4 separate regions of the Gossypium arboreum genome follow, and all the other regions are linked to region 4. The links are chromatin contacts, called in public Hi-C maps. All regions are on one chromosome and are shown on one strand. The core of a region is the stretch at or near the end of the contact, and the rest is flanking DNA. Distances in the headings are between cores, read along the strand shown. Region 1 holds the start of LOC108470434 (protein ENHANCER OF LHP1 1). Region 2 holds the start of LOC108480171 (squamosa promoter-binding-like protein 6). Region 3 holds the start of LOC108474246. Region 4 holds the start of LOC108483647 (rhamnogalacturonan I rhamnosyltransferase 1-like).

Region 1 (2,700 bases), core at 104-2,603, 340 kb after region 4:
ACATATTATCTTTAAATTTTAAGCGTATGAATGTTATATGTTCTATTAGTTGTTGTGGCATCCTGTAGCTCAGGTTCAGCAATCGAACCGAGTTAGGAGTGTTACATATTATATGTCATGTCAATAAATAATTTAAAAATTATACAATAATTCAAAATAAAAATAAATTAAAAATATAAAAATATAAAAAAGCATGAAGTACGCACATGGGTTGATATGCAGGCTGTCAGGTTTAAAATTTTAATGGTTTAGTCACTATTGTCATTAAACAACAACAATTTGACTCTTTTTAAGAAGTTGATGGTCAAATTGAACTCTTTGTAAAAAGTGGAGTGCTATATTTAACTTTAAGAAAAGGGGGTAACTTGACAAAAATTGTAAACTTCAAGAATTAGATTTATCATTATGCCTCTAAAAATTAGTCTACATTTTGGTAGCATCGTTTAATGCCCGAACCTAATCTATTCTCTAATGTGATATTACATTACTTTTTTTGTATTTATATATATTACATAAAGATTAAATTTATTATGTTAATGTAAATATTAAAAGTATGTTAAATTAATTATTTTAAAATTTTAATAAAACAGAAAATATGTAAATTCATGAAAGGTTAAAAAATAAAAAAAGCATAATTCTTAATTTTTAGAGAAAAAGATAACATAAATTATTCTAAGCAAGTTTCAGTTACTCGTTAACAAATACTTTTGAATCAAATTAAACTTAATTCTCTCTATGTAAATATAAATTTGATTCGATTCGAAAAGGACACAAGTTAAGGATAAAGAGGGTGTTTGGTAAATAGAGTTTTGGACATTTTTTAGTTGATTTAGGTACAAATGAAGGATTAAGTAGTTAAACCCTTTAATTGTAGTGTTTGGTAAATAGATGATTATAAGAGCTTGTTGAGCTAAAACTTGCAAAATAAAAAACGCTGGAATGGATAACTTTTTTCACAACTGATTGGGTATGCAATATGTAAAATGACATATCTAATTATGCTTGCTCAAAAATTACTCAATTTGCCACATGCTATCAAATCTAATAGGGGTGCCAAAATATTAGTAGTATTCATTCTCTCATTTTCACTTTCACCTCTAAAGTCTCAAGTAAATGTAAAAATATTCACAAATTAATTTCCATAATAGATATTTTAATTCCTTAATAATAATATTTTATTTTAATAATTTCACTTAATAAATACTAAAATATTATAAACAAATAAATATTTAATAATAAAATGTCAGATGCTCTTATTTATAATTTTATACATTAATTTTCAATTATTAATTAAGTTTTATGAAATACTTTTAAATAAACTATTAATAGAATTAAATAATCAAATCAACCACAACAACTAACAAACAGTCAATTGCCAACGGGATGAAAGATTCCGTGTTGGGACAAGGGTGTCATATTTGCTAGAATCCAATGCAAAGTGAGGTCCATGAGCCATGGAACCATACGACAGTCTGGCAGGCCGATGCCTGAACGGAAAGCAAATCGTTTCCTTTTAATTGAATTATTTCCCTCCAAGTTTCCTTTCCTACCCGCGAAACCCAAAATTCATGGCCTCATTTCCCGCCAAAAACCATACCCACTTGAGTTCACCGTAAACTAAAGCACCCACCTAAAGCAAGGCAAAAGACTTAAAACACACACCAAATATCTCTCCATTTCCAGCGCCGCCCCAAAGCCTACGCCATGAAAATCAAATCAGTGAAGCTAAGGGAAGCCCATGAGGTAAGTTCCAATGCTTCTTTCTGCTCCATCTTGTGGGATCTCCAAGCCCACCACTTGGTCACTGCGTCATCATCGCAACCCTCTATCTCTATTCACGATCCGCTTCTTCATTCGAGTCCGCCTCGGGTTCTTCGCCACCACCGAGATGGGGTCACTGCCTTGGCAGTTAGTCCCAATTCTACTTGTCTTGCTTCCGGATCTATTGATCATTCTGTTAAGCTCTATAAATTCCCAGGTAGTCTTTTTTTTTTGTTTAATTTTGTGACGTTCAGCATATTTTTGGTTCTCTCTCTCTCTCTCTCTCTCTCTTATCTGGGTATTTGTTAGAATTACGAAATATTCGATTTGATCTGTAAATTTTCGTTGATAACATGTGAGAAACTTGAAATACTGCAATTTAATGTAACGCTCTTTATTCTTTCCCGTTTCTACTTCTCTTGCTGCAGTTTAATGAAAACATGAAGAGCAAGGTCTAATGGTTCTTTTTTTTAGGTGGGGAATTTGAGACTAATATTACCAGGTTCACGCTGCCTATTCGTGCACTTTCTTTTAATAAGTCAGGGAGTATGCTGGCAGCTGCTGGTGATGATGAGGGCATTAAACTTATTAATACAATTGATGGCTCAATTGCTAGGGTTCTTAAAGGGCATAGAGGGCCTGTCACAGGTTTAGCTTTCGATCCTAATGGTGAATACTTGGCATCAATTGATTCAATTGGGACTGTCATATATTGGGAACTTCAATCCGGAAGAACATTATATACCCTCAATGGTGTAGCTCCTGATACTGGCTCGGATACTTCTGTTTTAAATGTACTTAGCTGGAGTCCTGATGGGGAGACTTTAGCAGTCCCGGGTATGAAAAATGACATAGTGATGTATGATAGAGATACGGCTGAAAAGTTGTTTACTTTGAGAGGCGATCACATGCAGCCAATATGTTTCATGTCGTGGTCAC
Region 2 (2,700 bases), core at 11-2,510, 340 kb before region 4:
TATCATATTGTTACTAAAACTATATGGACCTTTTAACTCCAAATTCATAAAGGCATTTCTGTTTCTTACAAAAGAATCAGAAGCTGAATTTGCTGCATCAGATTCAGATCCATTCTCCCCAGAAACATAACTCCAGGACTCCATTACATGCAATGAAATCACCAAATACAAATAAAACAAAGTTCAATTCAAGGAAAAATTAAACACAAAACGACCTATCTTCCTTAATCCTTTTCACTATAACATGCAGATCTCCAAAAATTCAGCTGAGTCTCAAAAGTAACTCTTTAGGGGCCCCTTAAACCTTATCCAGATTAAGACAAGCAGAGAAACCCAACAAATTCTCTTCTTTGAAGCACCGAATTTATGGGAAGTTCAAGTCTTTTCACAGCCAAATGCACTTCACGAACAAACAAAAAAACCAGTGCAGAAAATCAAAAACCCAAAACAATAAACAGCTCTAGCAATTACTTAATAACCCAACTTGGATTCAATCAATAAAAAGCTGAGAGAACAAAAGAAGTAATGCTAAATGTAAGAGTTAAAAAAAAGTATCAGTTAATGAAAATAACTTAAAAAAAGAACACTCGAAGAAGAAAAAGCTCAATGATTAAGAGTAAAAAGTTTCTCAATGATTATGAGAGAGAAAGGAGAAAAAAGGGAAAGGAAGAAAAAGAGAGATAAAGAAGTGTGTACTTACCAGAAAAGAGTGAAGCAATGGTACAATAAAATGGTTTGACATGGAGAGAGAGAGACACACACACAACACAATAAACTCAGTGAAAACGATATGCTGATGTCCCATACTCCATGGAAGAAGCGACAGAGAGAGCTATGGGTGGTGTTATTTTCAGAGACCACAAAATATCTTGTTTTTTTTCTCTCTGAAAAAACTACTCTCAAAGCTTTCTAAATTAAAAAACAAAAAAAAAAAATCCAAATTTCAACCATTTGTATAGCATGCGTTGGAAATGGTTTTTTTCCCGGAAAATATAAAAAAAAAATTTCCGAAATAATATGAATTTTTTTGTCAAAATAAGACTAGAGATGCATGAAATGAAAGCCGAGATCAACATGCCGGTTGATGATTTGGGGTTGAATGATACATTTATCGTGTTTGAAACTAACAAAACTATGAAATATATCAACAATCGACATATCAATTTAAAATATTTGGCGATGTGGGTTTTACTAAATCGTCATGACGACTAACTGCATAACGATTTGAGAATGAGTGCGCAATTAACATTAGCCGCCATCCACTCCATAAATACCGTCCCACTCATTCACCTTATAAATAAAACATTTACAATTAATGTCATTTACATTTTATTATTTTTTTACATAAATTATTTTCTTTTTACTGATTTTTTTAAAACATTTATAACTTATATATATATATATATAATAATAAATTAGTTTTACCAAATAACTAATGGCTAGTTTTCGACACATTGTAATATTAATTTTCTTTCTTTAAGCAAAACTATCTTAAAACAAATTTAATAACTCTTGTAGCAAATAGATTTTTTTTTCAAACAATTAACTTCTTGTTGTCAATTGCCTTTTTTTTTTCTTCCCACAACTTTCATGTTTTCTTCACTTTGAAGTAATTTATTTTAAAAAAATTGAAATTTTTAAAAACCTGGCAGGTTTGAGATTTTTTATTTTTAGTCATGTCGGACATTAGAGGAGCAGAGATTTCCTGCTGCTTAGGAAGCCTAAATCGATAGCTGCCTACCTAGGAAGCAAGGAATCTCTACTACACTTGCACCAGCATGGCTTCTTTTATGTTTGGACGATATTACATTTCAAGTAGAATCTGTAGCTTTTTATGTTGTTGATTTCCTTATTTTATGTTCATCCTAATTTCAGGTGCAACGATTGTAAAAGTTGGTGTCAATGTGTTTACTATTAAAAACTTTTGGTTATTTTTGTGAATTATTTAACATATGTGCTTTTGTTCTTCTTTTGCAGGATTTAGCAACCCTTCAATCACATGTTAAAGTTTATTCTATAAGACTCAATTTTTAAAATAAAATTAATATGTATGTTTATTTATTAAAGTAAATATTTTTATTTTTTATATATCTTAAAAGGTGCCAATAGAATTAAACATTTATACACATATAATATTTTTAAAGAAAAATAATTTTAATATTTTAAACTTTATATAATTTAGAAAATCATCTACAATGAATTAGGACATATTGTTGTCTAGATTCGCATTGAGTTGGATAACAATATGTCCATATTCATTATGAGCTTTAACTTTTAAATGGCTTTTATTAATTTTAATTTTTAGCTTTTGAATTTTATTTAATATTTTTATAAATTTTAATAATGTTTTTATATATTTATAATTTTTTAAAAAATATTTTTAATTTTAAAAATAAGCTTTAAAATAATTGAATCCATTCCAAAAAAATATTTCTTTTAATTTATTAAAAAATTAAAATTTTTATTTTTTGTTGACGTGGCAATTAAAGTCAATTGTCGTTGACATTGAGTGTCACGTTAGCGCCGTTAACGGCCATATCGATGTTGTAAGGGTCAAAGATGGAAAACGTTGGTCAAAGGATTTAGTTGATGCAATTTGAGAGATTGATGGCTTAATTGAGTATATTTTTTCGTGGAGGGGCTTAATTGATTTTTTTGCGAAAGTTAAGAGTCTTATATATCATTTTAGCCTATTTTATA
Region 3 (2,700 bases), core at 191-2,690, 440 kb after region 4:
TTTTTATTTTATTTTCTTCATCTTTTTTTCTTTTGGCTTTATTATCATTATTATTTGTTTATTTATTACTTTTTATACTTTCAAAAATTAGATTATTTACGTTTTTTACTTGCACATTATTGTTCATGTTATTATTATTATTATTATTATTATTATTATTATATTTTATTATGCGTATGATTATCATGCCATTATTACTACAAATTGATGTTGCATTGTCATTTACTAGCACGATATTTTTTTCAGTATACCATCATTTTATTTTTTTATACTTCCATTTAATTTTATTATGGCTACAATTATGTCACGAACCATGTTCAAATATATTTACCCGTTTATATACTATGCCTGCATAAGCTAAATATACATTATTTTAAGTATTAAATTCGTCTTTGCACAAGGCACAAAAAAGAATTTTTAAAAATCGAGGTGATATTCATTATTTTGGAATTAGAAAAGTCGTGTTTTTAACTTACGGAATATGACTTCTTTCTAAAACCAAGATAGCCGAACATTTACTCTAAAATAAATAAAAATAAACAAGATTTAAGTGATGATCAAATGGCGTTCATTCTTATTCTCGAGGATCTAAGGCATTGTGTCCTAACTTACGGGACATGATCCTTTCTTCTCGATTAACTTGAAATAAGCCCCTTTTTGTAAAAATTAATTTAGTTAAGTAATGTATCAAAAAGGGATCGTGTTTTAAATTATTTTCAAATTTTCAATTCTCGACAATAAGAGATCAATTAGTCAACTAGGTACCAATTTTGGGTGTTACGAGGGTGTTAATTCTTCCTTATGCGTAACCGACTCCTCCTGGATTTTGTAGACCAAAAATCATAGTTTTAGTAAATCTAAACTTTTATTAAAATAATCATATTTCTAGGTGACCTGATCACATCTTATAAAAAAGATTGATGGCGACTCCATTTTCGTTTTCTTCAAATAAAAGACAATTTCAAAAACAAAAGGTCTCGACAGTACAAAAAGGGTTGAGAGGAAATAAAATTAAATGAAAGGGTTTAAATTAAGGGAAAAAGAGATGAAGTTAGAAATTTATTGATAATTACCGTGGAGGAGGGAAGAAGCATGGGAAAAAAAGAAAAGAAAAGAAATTCAAAGGTGGGAAAGAAGAGAGGATGGTGAGGGTAAAATTAAAATGTTGGTTAATTTGTTATTTCAACCGTTCCCTGAATCACCATTCGATGAGAAGAATATCGAATGGTATTCTAGATTTTCACATTGAATAAAGTCATATGGAATAGAATTATAATAATTTATTACAATCAACCAAATAATAATTTGATATAGACCCCCTGAATTAGGCTGTAATACATTGTTATTCCTTCCAACCAAACATAGTGTTGTACTCTTCTTCATTTCCTTTCCCATAATCTTTTTTAAAAAAAAAGGGAAAACTATTTAAAGCCGTGTTTTAGAAATAAATTCGTGGCATTTGATCCGTAACAGCGGACTTAATGAAAAGTTTGTGTAAAAAGCATAGATTATAGGACAATAATGTAATTTCCTTACCTAGAACAACTCCCGTTTAGCGTTACCTCTCTCGCCATTAGAATGATGCCGAAAACGTAAGATATTAAGTTCAATCCTTTTGTTTAATTTTATTTTTCTGGTTCTCTTCACTTACAAAATAAAAAATAAAAAAAATCATGGCGTCGGTGACTTTCCTTCACCTTCACGACCCAGAAGACGAACTCGTTCGGGACAACCATCATCACCACCAGCACGAACAAACCCTCACCCTTGATTCCCTCCCTTATTGGTCTCGTGATTTCCACTTCTTCTCTTCCCCCGACGCCGATCTCCCTCGCCCAGACGACGACGTTTCGCTCCCCGATTCCCTCATTGTCAACGGCCCCGATCTCTTTGACCGCCGCGAGAACCAAGTCAACTTCGTCATCGATCTCTTCCACCAACGCGTCGAACAATCTCAGGTTAGTTCCGGTACTACCCCCAATAACAATTCCAATTCTGGTAACGGAAATGGTAATAATACTAGCAATAATGATGCCGCTGATTTGGTTTCCGATGCTTTGAGCGAATCCGGTTTCGGTGTTATTGAGGGAAATCATGAGCTGGATTTAGGGTTGGCGTTAGGGTTTGATTCCATGGATACTCATTCGAGTGATGTTGAGATTGATATTGGTGGCGGTGAATATGAGGACGACCATTTCTTTGTGGAAAGGAGGGTTTCAGGGTTGAGTGCTAGTGAGGCCGCTTCTAATTTTAGTGGCGTTGAGAGGTTTGGGGATAGCATGCGGATTGTTGGGTTTAGATCAGATTCGGAGGATGATGATGAGAATGAGAATGATAACCGGACGCTCGCAATTGATTTGAATTCTGGGGATGATTATGGTATTGATGATCATGTTAACGATTGTTATGATGTTGGTGCTGATGATGATGTGAGTGTTAGTATTCCACTTTTCTGGGATTCGCTTCAGTTGGAGGATCGTCGGGAGACCATTGAAGATTTTGAGTGGGAGGAAGTGGATGGTAGGGTTGATGAGAGGGATGTTTTAAGCGTGTTTGTTGATGGTGATGATGATGTGAATTCGGTTTCACTTTCCATTTCCCCTATGATAGCACCTGAAGATGCGGTTAGTTTCGAGAGGGCAGCTGGGTTGGAGACTTTGGAGTGGGAGGTTCTGTTGAATGCTAATAATTTGGAAACAA
Region 4 (2,700 bases), core at 92-2,591:
AGTGCTTTTGAGAAGTATTTTTGAAAAGTTTGGTTTAAGATTTGAGTATTCAGCATTGCTGTCAAAAAATAATTTTGAGAAATAAAATGTTCATTTTAGACATGTTATTATCAATAAACAAATATGCATTTAAATAATATTTAAATTAGTTAATATTATTATATTTAGTAAGAATATAAAAAAGTTATTATAACTTGTTGTTAATATTTTAATATATGAAATATAAATTTTAAATATTTTAAGCAATAAATTTAATTATTTATAAAATTTAATTAGAATATATAAACTATATTTTAAATATTTAAATATAACCATTAAATATTTGTAATTAGATATTAACACATTTGTATTATTTTAGATTTGTTATATTTAATTAATGATTTTAACACATTTGTAATTAAGTATCAAGAAAAAAGAAGAAATGAAAGTACTATGTTATTAGAGGGTGAAAAAGTAATTAAGTTTCAAAAGTACTTTTGGGAGTGCTTTTCAATAGTATTTTTGAAAAGTAAAAAATTTCAGTCAAAAGCAGTTTGTTTAGTACAATTTTTCTTCTAAAAGTATTTTTAGAGTCAAAATATTTTTTAAGCACTACTAAACAAGCCTTTAATATTGATCTTGATGATTTAAAATAAAATCTAATAAAAATATTATTTCAAATATTTTATTTTAATAATTAACAAATAAAATATTAAAAAATAACATAAACTTTTATTTAATGAAATAAAGAATTAAAAATATAAAAATATACCCAAAAAACTTTTACAAATACCTATTTTATTAATAGATAATAGTATCATTGATGAGACTTTAAAATTATGTGCGGATGTATCTAAATAAAAATAAAATGTAAGAAAAGACAGTCATATGTTTTATACATGATTACACTCTCATTGGTAATATTATCTTTACTAAATAAATAATAGTTGGTGTTTGATTATTTTGAAAAGGATAATTCGAGTTTTATTAATTGAAATATTAATACATAGCGTCAAAATAATTACTTTTCTTTTCTGTTAATTACAAACAAAATTTCTTATTATTTTGTTTCATGGAAAAGAATTAAATGCTGAAAATATTAATTAAATGAATTACTTTTTTAAAGAAATCTTTGAACAAATTAAGGATAATTGTCGCGGTATATTCGCACCTACAGAAATTCTCGCGATATATTGTCGGCGTATCGGCAGCTGATTTAATGCCCATTACAAATCTAACGGCGACGGATGAACTCCCATTCCTGGGACGTGGACACCTGTAGTTTTATAAAACCCAGTTGAAAGCAGCCACGTAGGGTAAATGTTGGGCCCATTCAGACATAAACTGAGGTGGCAGGTATTTATTGGTAAAAAAGGAGTTAACCATGGACTGTGGTCGACAGCTAACACTAGTCAACAAATCCTTTTAGATTCAAGAAAACTATGGTTAAAAAAGTGTACCCAAGCCCAACGGTGTACGGCTCACATCCCGTTTTTTCTCTCTCTCGATCGCATTGTAGTCTGTACTATATTCTCATTTCTAATTTTTTTCTTCCTTCTCTATTCAGATTTCTCTATATTTTCTCGATTCGCTTATACTTGAAGAGAGGCAGGAGTTTCAACGGCCATTCCAGGACAATTTTCGACGGAAAAGTGATTAGATCGCCGAGGAAGAGAAGGATTTTTTTTGTTTTTTGTTTTTTGTTTCGGGAAAATACTGTTTAATATTCGATTGGAATTGGTTGAGTTGTTAAGAGTTTCATTTGGCAAGAGGATGAAAAAAATTGGATCTCTTTGATTGATTTTGAATTATTTTGTTGTTGTTGATGTTGTTTTGGAAGTTAACGGATCTCGAAATTTGTCGGAAAATAGAAAGAAAAGAAAGGAGAAGGTTTTTGTTAAATTAGATGCAGATTTTCTGAAAATCGACCTACATTGATTGAATTTGACAGGAAGAAGACGGTGGCGTATCGGGGGGGAGATGAGGAGGGTGGAAATCGGGGTTATTGCTGGAAATGTGCAGTATTGAAGGGAAGGGGAAAGGGAAAATGAGAGGGATAAGAATGGGGGCAACGAAAGGGGGAGGAGGCGGCGGAGGGGAGAGAGTTGAGAAGTTGAAGAGCTCGAGAACGAAGCTGTGGATGATACGCGCCACCACATCGGTGATGCTTTGGACTTGCATCGTACAATTAACGGCCTTGGGGGATACTTGGGGTCCGCATCTCCTTAAAGGTTGGCCTTCCTGTTTTTCTCACCAGGATTCTTCCGTTTCCGTTGTTGAAGATAAGGTTCCCTCCGTTCCTGCCCGTGTTCTTCCTCCCAAAAGTAAGATTTTCCACCTTTTTTTTACTCAAATTTCTGTTGATTTTGATGTAGTTATTCTTTATTAGGCCTTTTTTGGGGTTAAATCGGAGAAAAATTTTGAGCTTGTCTTTAATGGAAAAGAAGGAATGGGTTTATCCTTTTTATCCTTATCTGCATTCCTATTTGAGGAGAAGAAAATCAATGTACACAATGATAGATTTCTTGGAGATTTCTATGCGCTTTCATTGAAGCTTTCCTTTTATATAGTCATACGGATTGAACTTGTATCAATTTACTGGTTCCAATGTTCGTATCTTATGTCTTCGTTTTGTGGAATTCTATCCTTTTCTTGTTGTGGCATATGTTTGTTTGAAATTTGAGATCGTTTATCTCTTGAAAATTTCAAATTTGTACTTTT

Evidence for each region. A called contact is a pair of places that touch in the nucleus more often than the background predicts.
Region 1: a contact with region 4 is called in a Hi-C map of leaf, with 2.6 times the contacts expected there. The contact joins the promoter of LOC108470434 here to the promoter of LOC108483647 in region 4. A contact is called at or near these places in 2 of 5 Hi-C or Micro-C datasets (both in leaf).
Region 2: a Hi-C map of leaf shows a contact between it and region 4, with 1.8 times the contacts expected there. The contact joins the promoter of LOC108480171 here to the promoter of LOC108483647 in region 4. A contact is called at or near these places in 2 of 5 Hi-C or Micro-C datasets (both in leaf).
Region 3: a contact with region 4 is called in a Hi-C map of leaf, with 2.6 times the contacts expected there. The contact joins the promoter of LOC108474246 here to the promoter of LOC108483647 in region 4. A contact is called at or near these places in 2 of 5 Hi-C or Micro-C datasets (both in leaf).

The regions. Positions count from the first base shown.
Region 1 is chr1:20,180,739-20,183,438 of ASM2569848v2, reverse strand. It overlaps LOC108470434 (protein ENHANCER OF LHP1 1), which reads left to right and starts at 1,353. Exons shown (of 12, transcript XM_017771742.2): 1 at 1,353-1,978; 2 at 2,236-2,700. The coding sequence starts at 1,705.
Region 2 is chr1:20,851,986-20,854,685 of ASM2569848v2, reverse strand. It overlaps LOC108480171 (squamosa promoter-binding-like protein 6), which reads right to left and starts at 1,260. Exons shown (of 5, transcript XM_017783069.2): 1 at 701-1,260; 2 at 1-400. The coding sequence starts at 144.
Region 3 is chr1:20,072,503-20,075,202 of ASM2569848v2, reverse strand. It overlaps LOC108474246, which reads left to right and starts at 1,440. Exons shown (of 1, transcript XM_017776192.2): 1 at 1,440-2,700. The coding sequence starts at 1,674.
Region 4 is chr1:20,515,833-20,518,532 of ASM2569848v2, reverse strand. It overlaps LOC108483647 (rhamnogalacturonan I rhamnosyltransferase 1-like), which reads left to right and starts at 1,341. Exons shown (of 9, transcript XM_053027845.1): 1 at 1,341-1,453; 2 at 1,547-2,303. The coding sequence starts at 1,994.